2 separate regions of the Sus scrofa genome follow, and region 2 is linked to region 1. Evidence: chromatin contacts called from public promoter capture Hi-C data. All regions are on one chromosome and are shown on one strand. The core of a region is the stretch at or near the end of the contact, and the rest is flanking DNA. Distances in the headings are between cores, read along the strand shown. Region 1 holds the start of CDK12 (cyclin-dependent kinase 12). Region 2 holds the start of CWC25 (CWC25 spliceosome associated protein homolog).

What was found. Promoter capture Hi-C pulls out the DNA fragments that hold promoters and counts their contacts.
Region 2: a contact with region 1 is called in a promoter capture Hi-C map of liver, with 3 times the contacts expected there. The contact joins the promoter of CWC25 here to the promoter of CDK12 in region 1. A contact is called at or near these places in 1 of 5 promoter capture datasets (liver) and 1 of 47 Hi-C or Micro-C datasets (epiblast stem cells).

Annotation. Positions count from the first base shown.
Region 1 is chr12:22,829,032-22,834,236 of Sscrofa11.1, reverse strand. CDK12 (cyclin-dependent kinase 12) reads left to right here and starts at 2,842. Exons shown (of 18, transcript XR_002337130.1): 1 at 2,842-4,521. It overlaps MED1 (mediator of RNA polymerase II transcription subunit 1), which reads right to left and starts at 3,832. Exons shown (of 20, transcript XM_021067050.1): 1 at 3,718-3,832.
Region 2 is chr12:23,295,333-23,300,540 of Sscrofa11.1, reverse strand. It overlaps CWC25 (CWC25 spliceosome associated protein homolog), which reads right to left and starts at 2,491. Exons shown (of 10, transcript NM_001244652.1): 1 at 2,286-2,491. The coding sequence starts at 2,303.

The DNA.
Region 1 (5,205 bases), core at 1,593-4,092:
TTTTGGCCACCCCCCTGGGGCATATGGAGCTCCCAGGATAGGGATCAGATCCGAGCCACAGTTGTGTCTCTGGGACAACACTGGATCTTTAACCCACTCTGTGGGGTCAGGGGTTGAATCTGTGTTCCAGTGCTCCTGAGTGATGACGGATCTCGTTGCACTTCAGCAGGAGCTCATGGGTGATGAATTTTATTTTTCAAGATTTGACACATAATCACAATTCCATCTGCTGCTTCTGCTTTTTTGGGGGGGGTATTTTTAGGGCATATGGAGGTTCCCAGGCTAGGGGTCAAATTGGAGCTGCAGCTGCCCACCTATGCCACAGCCATGGCAATGCCGGATCCCAGCTGCCTCTTCGACCTACACCACATCTCACAGCAATGCCAGATCCTTAACCCACTGAGCAAAGCCAGGGACTGAACCTGCGTCCTCGTGGATGCTAATCAGGTTTAAGTGCAGAGCCACAGAGGGAACTCCACAATTCCATCTTCTGCCCCCCTTTTCTATTTTACTGTGGATTGTGGGTGCACTCTGTGTCAAAAATTGATCTTATTTATTTATTATTTTTGGCCACACCTGAAGCATATGGAAGTTCCCAGGCCAGGGATTGAATCCTAGCCACAGCTGTGGCAATGCCAGATCCTTAACCTGAGAGGCCACAGCTGGAGCTTTATGATCTCATTTAAAAGATAGGAAAAGAATGGGAATAATTTTGGTGAACTCATGCCAATGTTTAATAAAGTAGGCCAGTCATTTAATCTAATTATCCATTAAGTCCCATGACATCTGCCATTATGTCAGACACTGGTGGAGACATTTACATCCAGGCCTTCTTGCAGCAATAAATTGGGAGTTACCACACTTGAGTTCCAGTACTTATTTCTTTTTTTCTTGATAGTATTAATTTTACTTCCATAGATTATTTAAAAGTTGTCATGAAAAAGTTTTTTTTTTTTATCAAGATATGTGGACTTAAACATTTAGGTAAAATTTTTTTGGTACTCATGTAATCCAAGCAATATGAACACCTCCAGGGAGTGATTTTGAGAGTCAGCTTTTCTGCCTTCATTCAAAATGTTTTCTGGCTTCTAACCTACTGGCTGGTGTTCCCCTCTTTGCATATACAAATCCTATGTACTCTTCCTGGGCCAACTCAAATGTCCCATTTTTTTTTCTTGTTTAGCCACCTCATCAAATAGAGTTCCCAGACCAAGGATCAGATCCCTGCCACAGTTGCAACCTATCATAAGAAGCAGTGCTAGATCAGTATGCCAGGCAGGGGATTGAACCTGTGTCCTGATGCTGCACAGACACCACCAATCTGGTTGCACCCCAGAGGTAACTCCTAAATGTCCTACTTCTTTGTTGGGGGGGAATCTTTTTAGAGCTACACCCATGGCATATGGAAGTTCCCAGGCTAGGGGTCCAATTGGAGCTGTAGCCGCTGGCCCATGCCACAGCCACAGCATCGCCAGATCCGAGCCGGGTCTGCGACCTACCCAGCTCGTGGCAATGCTGGATTCTTAACCCACTGAGCGAGGCCAGGGATAGAACCCCTAACCTCATCGTTCCTAGTTGGATTGTTTCCGCTGTGCCATGATGGGAACTCCCTAAATGTCCTACTTTTATAATGCTTTCTTTTATCACTCCTAATCTCCTTTTGAAACTTCACACTGCTGTTTATCATTCTTATATTCTTCGAACATTTATCACATTATTATTATTATTATTTTGCATTCCAGTAGCATGTGGAAGTTTTTGGGCTAGAGATTGAACCCTTGCTATAGCAGCGATCTGAGTCACTGCAGTGACAATGCCAGGTCCTAAAGCCACTGCACCACAAGGGAACATATCACCTAATATCTTCTTGTGTATGAGTACATTGTCCATATTCTACTTGAGGACCCTCAGTGGCACTGTTACACAGAGAAGGAACTTTGTCTTACAGATACATGTTTACTGAAGTAAACAATGAGAAAGCCTGGACAAGTCACTTAGCTTCCCTGTGCCTTAGTCTTCTCACTATCACAACCCTATTTCAGAGGAAAGTTGTGAAGATGGAATGAGTTAATATGTGCTAAGGAGTTTTGAAAAATAAAAAGGAAGGGAAGTGTAAGATTTTTGTCTCGTTCATGAATATTATGCTTTGCTTGTTTGTAATTATAATCCTCTGTGAAAATAAAAGGCTAAATGATTCCTAAAGAGTCATAAGATGATCTCAAGAGGTGATGAGCATTCAAGTCTTTAAGCAGTTGAAAGGGTTAGTGCCACACAATGAAAGAGCTTGTAGTATAGTGTCGGACAAGAATTTGAATCTCTTTTTTTGGCCCTTGATGGACCAACTTTGTCACCTTGAGTGAGTTATTTAGCTCTTCTGAGACTGGGTTTCCTTATCGGTAAAATAGGGATAAGGAAATCGTGTTTTGCAGGGTAGTATGAGAAATAGAGAATTAGAGATAATGCACGTAGTAGTATATACAAGTGGGAAGAATTGTTAACACTTAGGGACTTGGGTTGAAATGTCCTCACATTTGTCCTTTGTTCTGTTGACATTATTTTCATCCTGGTACTTGAGAGTTGTTACAAAGCATGCAAAAATTAGTTTGCGCTGGCGCCTGAGAACACGTTTTTGTTCAATGAGTTATTAATAAAGTTTTGAATTTAAAAGATCATCCTAGACCCAATAAAGCTTTGCTCGAATGGGAAGCCGGGATCTTATCGCGAGAATCTGGCGGAACGCGTTTCTGGCCGGGGACCTGCTCTCGCGTTGTTTGAGCAAGCAGCCGCGAGAGGTGAACGAGAAGCACGAAGTACCGCGAGAGTTGGGCATATTCTCGCGATACTTCTCGGGATTACCCCCCTCCCCCCGCTCCTCCAAGTGCCGTTTCGGTTTAACCTAGTGTGTGACTGTGAGTCTGTGTGAGGGAGCGAGTGAGTGTGTGAGGTATTGAGGTGAGGCGGAAGCTAGAAACGGGGCTCCCTCAAGAGCGAGGGACAAAGGGGGTGTGAGGCGCCTAGGTCGCGGGACCCCAGCGACAGGAAGCCGCCCCGAGCCGGGCTACCGGGTAGGGGAAGGGCCCGCGCAGTCCTCACAGGGCCCCAGAGCCCGAGTCGGCCCCACAGCCCCGGGCCGCCGGCTTCCTACTTCCTCGACCTCCTTCCTGGGCGCCTAGGCCTGAGGATTGGCTCGGCTGGAGTTGGAGGGGAAACAGACTCGAGCGGCAGTCCGTTGTCTCACAACTCCACTGCTGAGGAACTCTCATTTCTTCTCTGGCTCCTTCACCCCCTACCTCATGTAGGAGGGTGCTGAGGAGTCGGGAGGGAGGAGGAGCCTGGGCTACCGTCCCTTCCCTCCCCACCCCCTTGTAGGGGTGATTTTGTAGGCGTGGGGCTGGGGTTGGGGGGGAGGGTGGGGGTTACTTTTTGGAGTGCTGGGGAACTTTTTCCCCTTTTTGAGGCCTGGGGAAAGGGAATGCCCAATCCAGAGAGACATGGGGGCAAGAAGGACGGGAGCGGAGGAGCTTCTGGAACTTTGCAGCCGTCATCGGGAGGTGGCAGCTCCAACAGCAGAGAGCGTCACCGCTTGGTGTCGAAGCACAAGCGGCATAAGTCCAAGCACTCCAAAGACATGGGGTTGGTGACCCCCGAAGCAGCACCTTTGGGTACAATTATCAAACCTTTGGTGGAGTATGATGACATTAGCTCAGATTCTGATACCTTCTCTGACGACATGGCCTTCAAACTGGACAGGAGGGAGAATGATGAACGTCGCGGGACTGATCGGAGTGACCGACTGCACAAACACCGTCACCATCAGCACAGACGTTCCCGGGACTTACTAAAAACTAAACAGACAGAGAAAGAAAAAAACCTGGAAACCTTTAGCAAGTCGGGATCGATGAAGGACCGGGTATCAGGAACTTCGAAGCGTTCAAATGAGGAGAATGATGACCATGGGAAGGCGCAGATCTCCAAAAGCAGCAGCAACAAGGAATCCAGGTCATCCAAACTCCATAAGGAGAAGACCCGGAAAGAACGTGAGTTGAAGTCTGGGCACAAAGACCGGAGTAAAAGTCATCGGAAAAGGGAAACACCCAAAAGTTACAAAACAGTGGACAGCCCCAAACGGAGGTCCAGGAGTCCCCACCGGAAATGGTTGGATAGCCCCAAGCAAGATGATAGCCCGTCAGGAGCTTCTTATGGCCAAGATTATGACCTTAGTCCCCCAAGATCTCACACTTCTAGCAATTATGACTCCTACAAGAAGAGTCCGGGAAGTACCTCAAGAAGGCAGTCCGTCAGCCCACCTTACAAGGAGCCTTCGGCCTACCAATCCAGCACCCGGTCACCCAGTCCCTACAGTAGAAGACAGAGGTCCGTGAGTCCCTATAGCCGGCGACGTTCATCCAGCTATGAAAGGAGTGGCTCTTACAGTGGGAGATCACCAAGCCCTTACGGTCGAAGGCGGTCCAGCAGCCCATTCCTGAGCAAGCGGTCTCTGAGCCGGAGTCCTCTCCCCAGGTGAGCTGTTTGTCTTGTCTAACAGTCCTTTCTTTCTTACGGTGGGTTGTGAGGAGCTATTAGAGAAGTTAACATTCTGTTGAAGTTCCCGGTATTGATCATTGACTAGAACACTTGGCTTCACTAGTCATCATGTAGGTGAGTCTGGTCTCTTCTTAACCCAGAATTGGAGAGGTGGAGGAGTATTCACATGCCTACTGCTGCTAAAGGTAGGTACTTCCAGTGGTGGGATCTTCAGCTGTAAGCGTCTGTGAGTAAAATCATAGGCTTCTGCTTACTTCATTGCATCGGATTGATACTGGTTCCCAGCTATTTGGGTTGCCTTGTCTTAAAATTTTAAAAATCACTTTAGTATTAGTGCTTTAGGCTTCATTGAGCCTGATTAAAAAGAAGTAAGAAGTTACAAATTTTCATTTGTATTGTCTCAAGGCTGTTTGCCTAGGTCATCTATCATTTGTGTTATCCACTGAGTCTCCAAACCCATAAGTTTATTTCCTAATTGATAATTTTTTGATAACTTATACAGGACTCCTATCTTCTTTTATCTGATGTTTCTAGTGAAAATTCAGCCGATTAGTCCTTTTCCCTCTGATGGTATAGCTTAACAGAAATTGGTTCCAAAGATAATTTGATTTTCTTTATAGCATCACCGTTGACCTATCTTGTGACCACAGGCAATTTCAG
Region 2 (5,208 bases), core at 1,242-3,741, 470 kb before region 1:
ATATGGTTGTTCAAGAACTTAAAGTTTCAGGATAAAACGGGCCCTTCCTGCCTTCCCTTCAAATACTTCTAATCTGAAATGTACATGAGTCTGACTTCTACTGGCCATGACTAAAGTGAGGGTTGGTGAGGACCACACAGGAGGAATGGGGCAGGGAGCTGGGAAGGTACAGATGCTAAAAGGCAACATAACTCAAGTGCCTTTGGCTCTGGACATTCATTTCTATGAACACAACCTTCTTTTCCTTGAGTCCACTTAACCCTCCTCAAACTTGCATGGTTTACAACCCCACTTAGTACCTCTTTCAACCTTCCTTCCCAAGAATCACCCCCCTGGATCTGATCTTCCCCTTCACCCTTGAAGAATGCTTCTCCCCTCCCCCCCTCCCCATGAGCCACTACTTTGGTTCAGCTTCCCCCCCAAGGAAAGTTTCCTGGAGGAGATGTCATCTAAAGACAATTATAAATGAGCCTGGTGATGTAGGAAGAGGGGAGGAAGAGGTAGATTTCCAGAGGTAACAGCACACACAGCTGTAGGCCCAGTGGTAAGAAAGAACATGGTACAAATAATTCAGTATGGCTTGATACCGGGGAGCAAGCTGACGGAAAAGGGGCTCAAGATGAAGCCAACTAGGAAAGCAACAGATTAAGGGGCTTAAGGAACTGGATTTTATCCTGTTGACAGTAGAAAAGACTAAACATTCATTTGCAGGTGAGAGGCATAACCAGTCTAGTATGTAAAGAATGGATTGGAGAGGACCAAGATTGAAGACCAGAAGACCAGTTAATAAGTCTATTTTTTCTCTCTTTTTTCTTTTTAGGGCCGCGCCTACAGCATATGGAAGTTCCCACACTAGGGCCAATCAGAACTGCAGCTGAGGTCTAAGCCACAACCACAGCACCACCAGATCTGAGCTGCATCTGTGACCTACACTGCAGCTCCTGGAAATACCAGACCCTTAACCCACTGAGCAAGGACAGGGATTGACCCCGCATCCTCATGGATACTAATCAGGTTCTTAACCCACTGAGGCACAGTGGGAACTCCCAGTTAATAAGTCTACATGAGAAAATGGACACAAGGTACTTGCCATGTGAAAGGTGTACAGTCAAGGAGGGCTCCTTCTTCCTTTTCTTTCTTTTCTTGTCCTCCCTTTCCCCACATCAGGCTCTTCAGGCCTTCCTTCCTCCTCCACCCTTCCCTCTTATCACAATGGTCCTCCTCTTTGGCCTTCAATATGGGTGACTTTGCCTCCCAGGGAACATTTGGCAATGTCTATAGATAATTTTGGTTGTCACAAGTGGGGGAGAAAGGTGCTACTGTCATCTAGAGGCTAGAGGCCAGGGATGCTGCTAAACATCCTACATGCACAGAGCCACACACACAACAAAGAATTATCCAGCCCAAAATGTCAACCTGAGGTTGAGAAACTCTGGACTACAGCTTTTCTATCCTTAAGTGCAGCTACTTGAAGGCACTAAATTAGACAAACCTTGACGGTATCTTGGAACTCATCCTAATTGGTAAGAACTGACAAATGCTAACATAGCTACTGGACAGGTGGCTAAACAATCTATTTGCTGATTCAATTAGCTACATATTCAGGAGATTAGCATTTTTCTGACCTTGCACCATGCTCTTGTGGGTACATCTGTCCAATTTTGGGCCCTAGCCCCCTAGAATGTACTATACAATTTAAGAGAAATAGGCATACAACTTATATTAAGTGCTACAAATTGAGAAAAGAAGCTCTGCCACTACAGATCAGAATACAGCACTGAAGTAAGAGTGGAAGTAAGAAAGATGAATCTAAAGATCTCTTCAAGTTTAACATGGACCCAGGACATGGCTCAGGGAGGAGAATAGGGCACAAATCATCCCTACTACAGCCCAGGACATGACTGAACTCTTAGCTGAGGAAAGGAGATGTATCCTATCCCAAGATACACAAAACAAAGTCTATGCGCCACGTCCTACATACCTGCCTCCTTTCCTAGCCACAATTCCAACTGCCCTAGGGCCCTCCCAGAATTTCCAGCCAGAAGGTCTCTCTGCCAGCAAACAATGACCTGCCATCCTTGACGACCCACTTCGCACATCTTCCCAAGTCTCCACTCGGTCCCTCCATAGCCTTAGAGATCCTTCCCCTGTCCAGGACTATGGCTCCCTCTCCCTGAAAGCAAGGCAGCGTTGCCATGATTACCCACTGCCACCCCCGCCAATTTCCGTCCCCAGCCCAGTCTCCGGCCTCATCCTTCCCCCGCGCCCTGGACTCCCTCACTTACCAGGTCTCCGCCCCCCATGACGGCGGAGACGTTTCCTCACTAGGCGGACCTAGAAGATTCAGAAAGGATGGGAGAAAGGTAAAGAAACAGTTCAGCTCCGACTTCCCAGATCTGGTCCCGGGGGTAACTGGACACCACTTTCACTGCCCGATCCAGAGCCCACTTCCGGGAGGGCGTCCCATTGCGGCGACGGCGTCGCAGGATCATGACGTTTTAATACGCGCTGTCGCGTTGCGTAGCGGTAGCGTCACGGGCAGTTTCGCAGGTTGCGGCCGTGATATCGCGGGATTTGTGGTCGTATTTTCATCGCCGCAGCTTGTCCGTTCAGCGGACATTCCAAACCGTGTGTTAAAGCGGCGTGGACGTGTCGGTTGGCAATTGGTCAGCGCACCATGGCGTCCCTGTGGAACTGCACTTGGGGGTCTACCTCGCCAACCCCAGCCTAGCCCCCCGAGGTATCCAAACGTCTTTTCAAATGAGCACTCTCCTCAAACCTCGACTCACAGCCAACCCCCTTACTCTAGGCCTATTTTACGGAGTTAACTAGAAACCATCGAAACACCATTAGCTTCCCTGCACCAAACCTTTAGACTCTGCCAGTTTACCCCTTTCCCTAACGTTTATGATGGAAGAGGCATCCCTCCTACCTCAGGCCTGGCTGTTCATCCGCTGCGATCCCACCCCTCACATCTGGTATTACTTAATTCCTCCCTCTCTCCTCTATCCCAAGTATTGGCTCTTTGTCATCATCATTTTAGATACGCTCAATTGATGCTTAAAAAAAAGAAAAAAGAGACCTCATGTGTTCTCCCCAGCTGCTGCACTCTGTCTTTAGCAAACTTGAAATGAGTTGTCTCCACTTATTTCACTGCAGCGGCCGGATCACTGCTGTGGTGCCAGTTTGATCCCTAGCCCAGGAACTTCCGCAAGCTGCAGGCACGACCAAAAAAAATAAAATAAGATAGAATAGCATCACAGTGGCGATCAATTTGAAATAAATAGAAATATCAAATCACAGCATTATGCACCGCAACTTTACATGGTGTTATAGGTCAATTACACTTCAAAAACAAACTCAGCAAAAAAGATCCGATTTGTGGTTACCAGTGGTAGGATGGGAGGGGGGGGATTGAATGAAGGTATTCAAAAGCTACAAGCTTCCAATTACAAAATAAAAAGTAATAGGGATGTAATGTATAAACATGATTAATATAATTAACACTAATGTAAGTTATATATGAAAGTTAAGAGAGTAAATCTTTAGTTCTCATCACAATGAAAAATATTTTTGTTTTATTTTGTATCTATATAAGATGATGAATATTCAAAAAAAGAAGAAAAAAAAATGGAAATTCCCATTGTGGCACAGCAGAAATTAATCCAACTAGAATCCATGAGGATAAGGGTTCAATCCCCAGCCTCACTCAGTGGGTTAAGGACCTGGCGTTGCCCTGAGCTCTGGTGTAGGTCACAGACGCAGCTCAGATCCTGTGTTACTGTGGCTGTGGTGTAGGCTAGCAGCTGTAGCTTGAATTGTACCCCTAGCCTGGGAACTATATGGCTATATGGAACTATATGACCCATATGCTGCGGATGCACCCCTAAAAAGAAAAGGAAAAAAAAAAAAAGGAAGGTGAAAGACTGCATCCATGAAAAGGCAAATTTTGCTCAGTTATGAAAGGATATAGAGGCAAAAACATCCAATAAATATTTGTTGTGTATTTACTGTGTGCCAGCACTGAGATCACATGTTACTTGGAGAACAGAAAATAAACAAATGCTCAAACAATCCAATGGTCAGGTCATGATACATGCGAAACCCAGGCAGAGGCATCCCCAAGAAAACAACAGCTGCATTTAGTGCTCAGACAACAACAGAGGTGTGCTTGTTCAAGTTCTGTGCCAAGTTCAGGAAGCATGCCTGGACCTACAACTCCAAACCTGCTTTTCCAGCACTTACTCATGACATTTTGCCCTACCAAGTAGCTCTTGTGATGATTTCTCTCTGTGTGACTTTTGCTAAAGCATACATAGAGGAAAGAGCAGGTATCAGAAATCTGCAGCTCCTTTTGCACAGCAAAGGAAGGAAACCATAAAAAAAAAAAAAAAAAAAAAAAGACAACCTACAAAATGGGAGAACATGGTTTCAAACAATGCAACCGACAAGGGTTTAAATCTCTAAAATACACAAATAACTTTCACAACTCAACAGCAAAAAAGCCAACAACCCAATTGAAAAAATAGGCAGAAGACCTGAATAGATATTTCTCCTAAGAAGATAGACAGATGACCAACAGGCACATGAAAAAAAATGCTCAACATCACTAATTAGTAGAGAAATGCAAATCAAAACTACAGTGAGGTACCACTAATTAGTAGAGAAATGCAAATCAAAACTACAGTGAGGTACGGTCAGAATGGCCATCATTAACAAGTCAACAAATGCTGGAGAGGGTGTGGAGAAAAGGGTACCCTCCTTCACTGTTGGTGAGAATGTAGATTAGTACAACCACTATGGAAAACAGTATGGAGATTCCTCAGCAAACTAAATATAGAACTACCATATGACCCAGCAATCCCATTCCTGGGCATCTATCTGGCCACAACTTTTTTTTTTTTTTTTTTTGTCTTTTTGCCATTTCTAGGGCCACTTCTGTGGCATATGGAGGTTCCCAGGCTGTATCAGAGCTGTAGCCACCGGCCTACACCACAGCCACAGCAAGGTGGGATCCAAACCGCGTCTGCGACCTACACCACAGCTCACAGCAATGCCTGGTTCTTAAGCCACTGAGCAAGGCCAGGGATCGAACCTGAACCCTCATAGTTCCTAGTCTGATTTGTTAACCACTGCGCCATGACAGGAATGCCCTGGCCACAGCTTTCATTGAAAAAGATAACGTGTGCCCCTATGTTCATAGCTGCA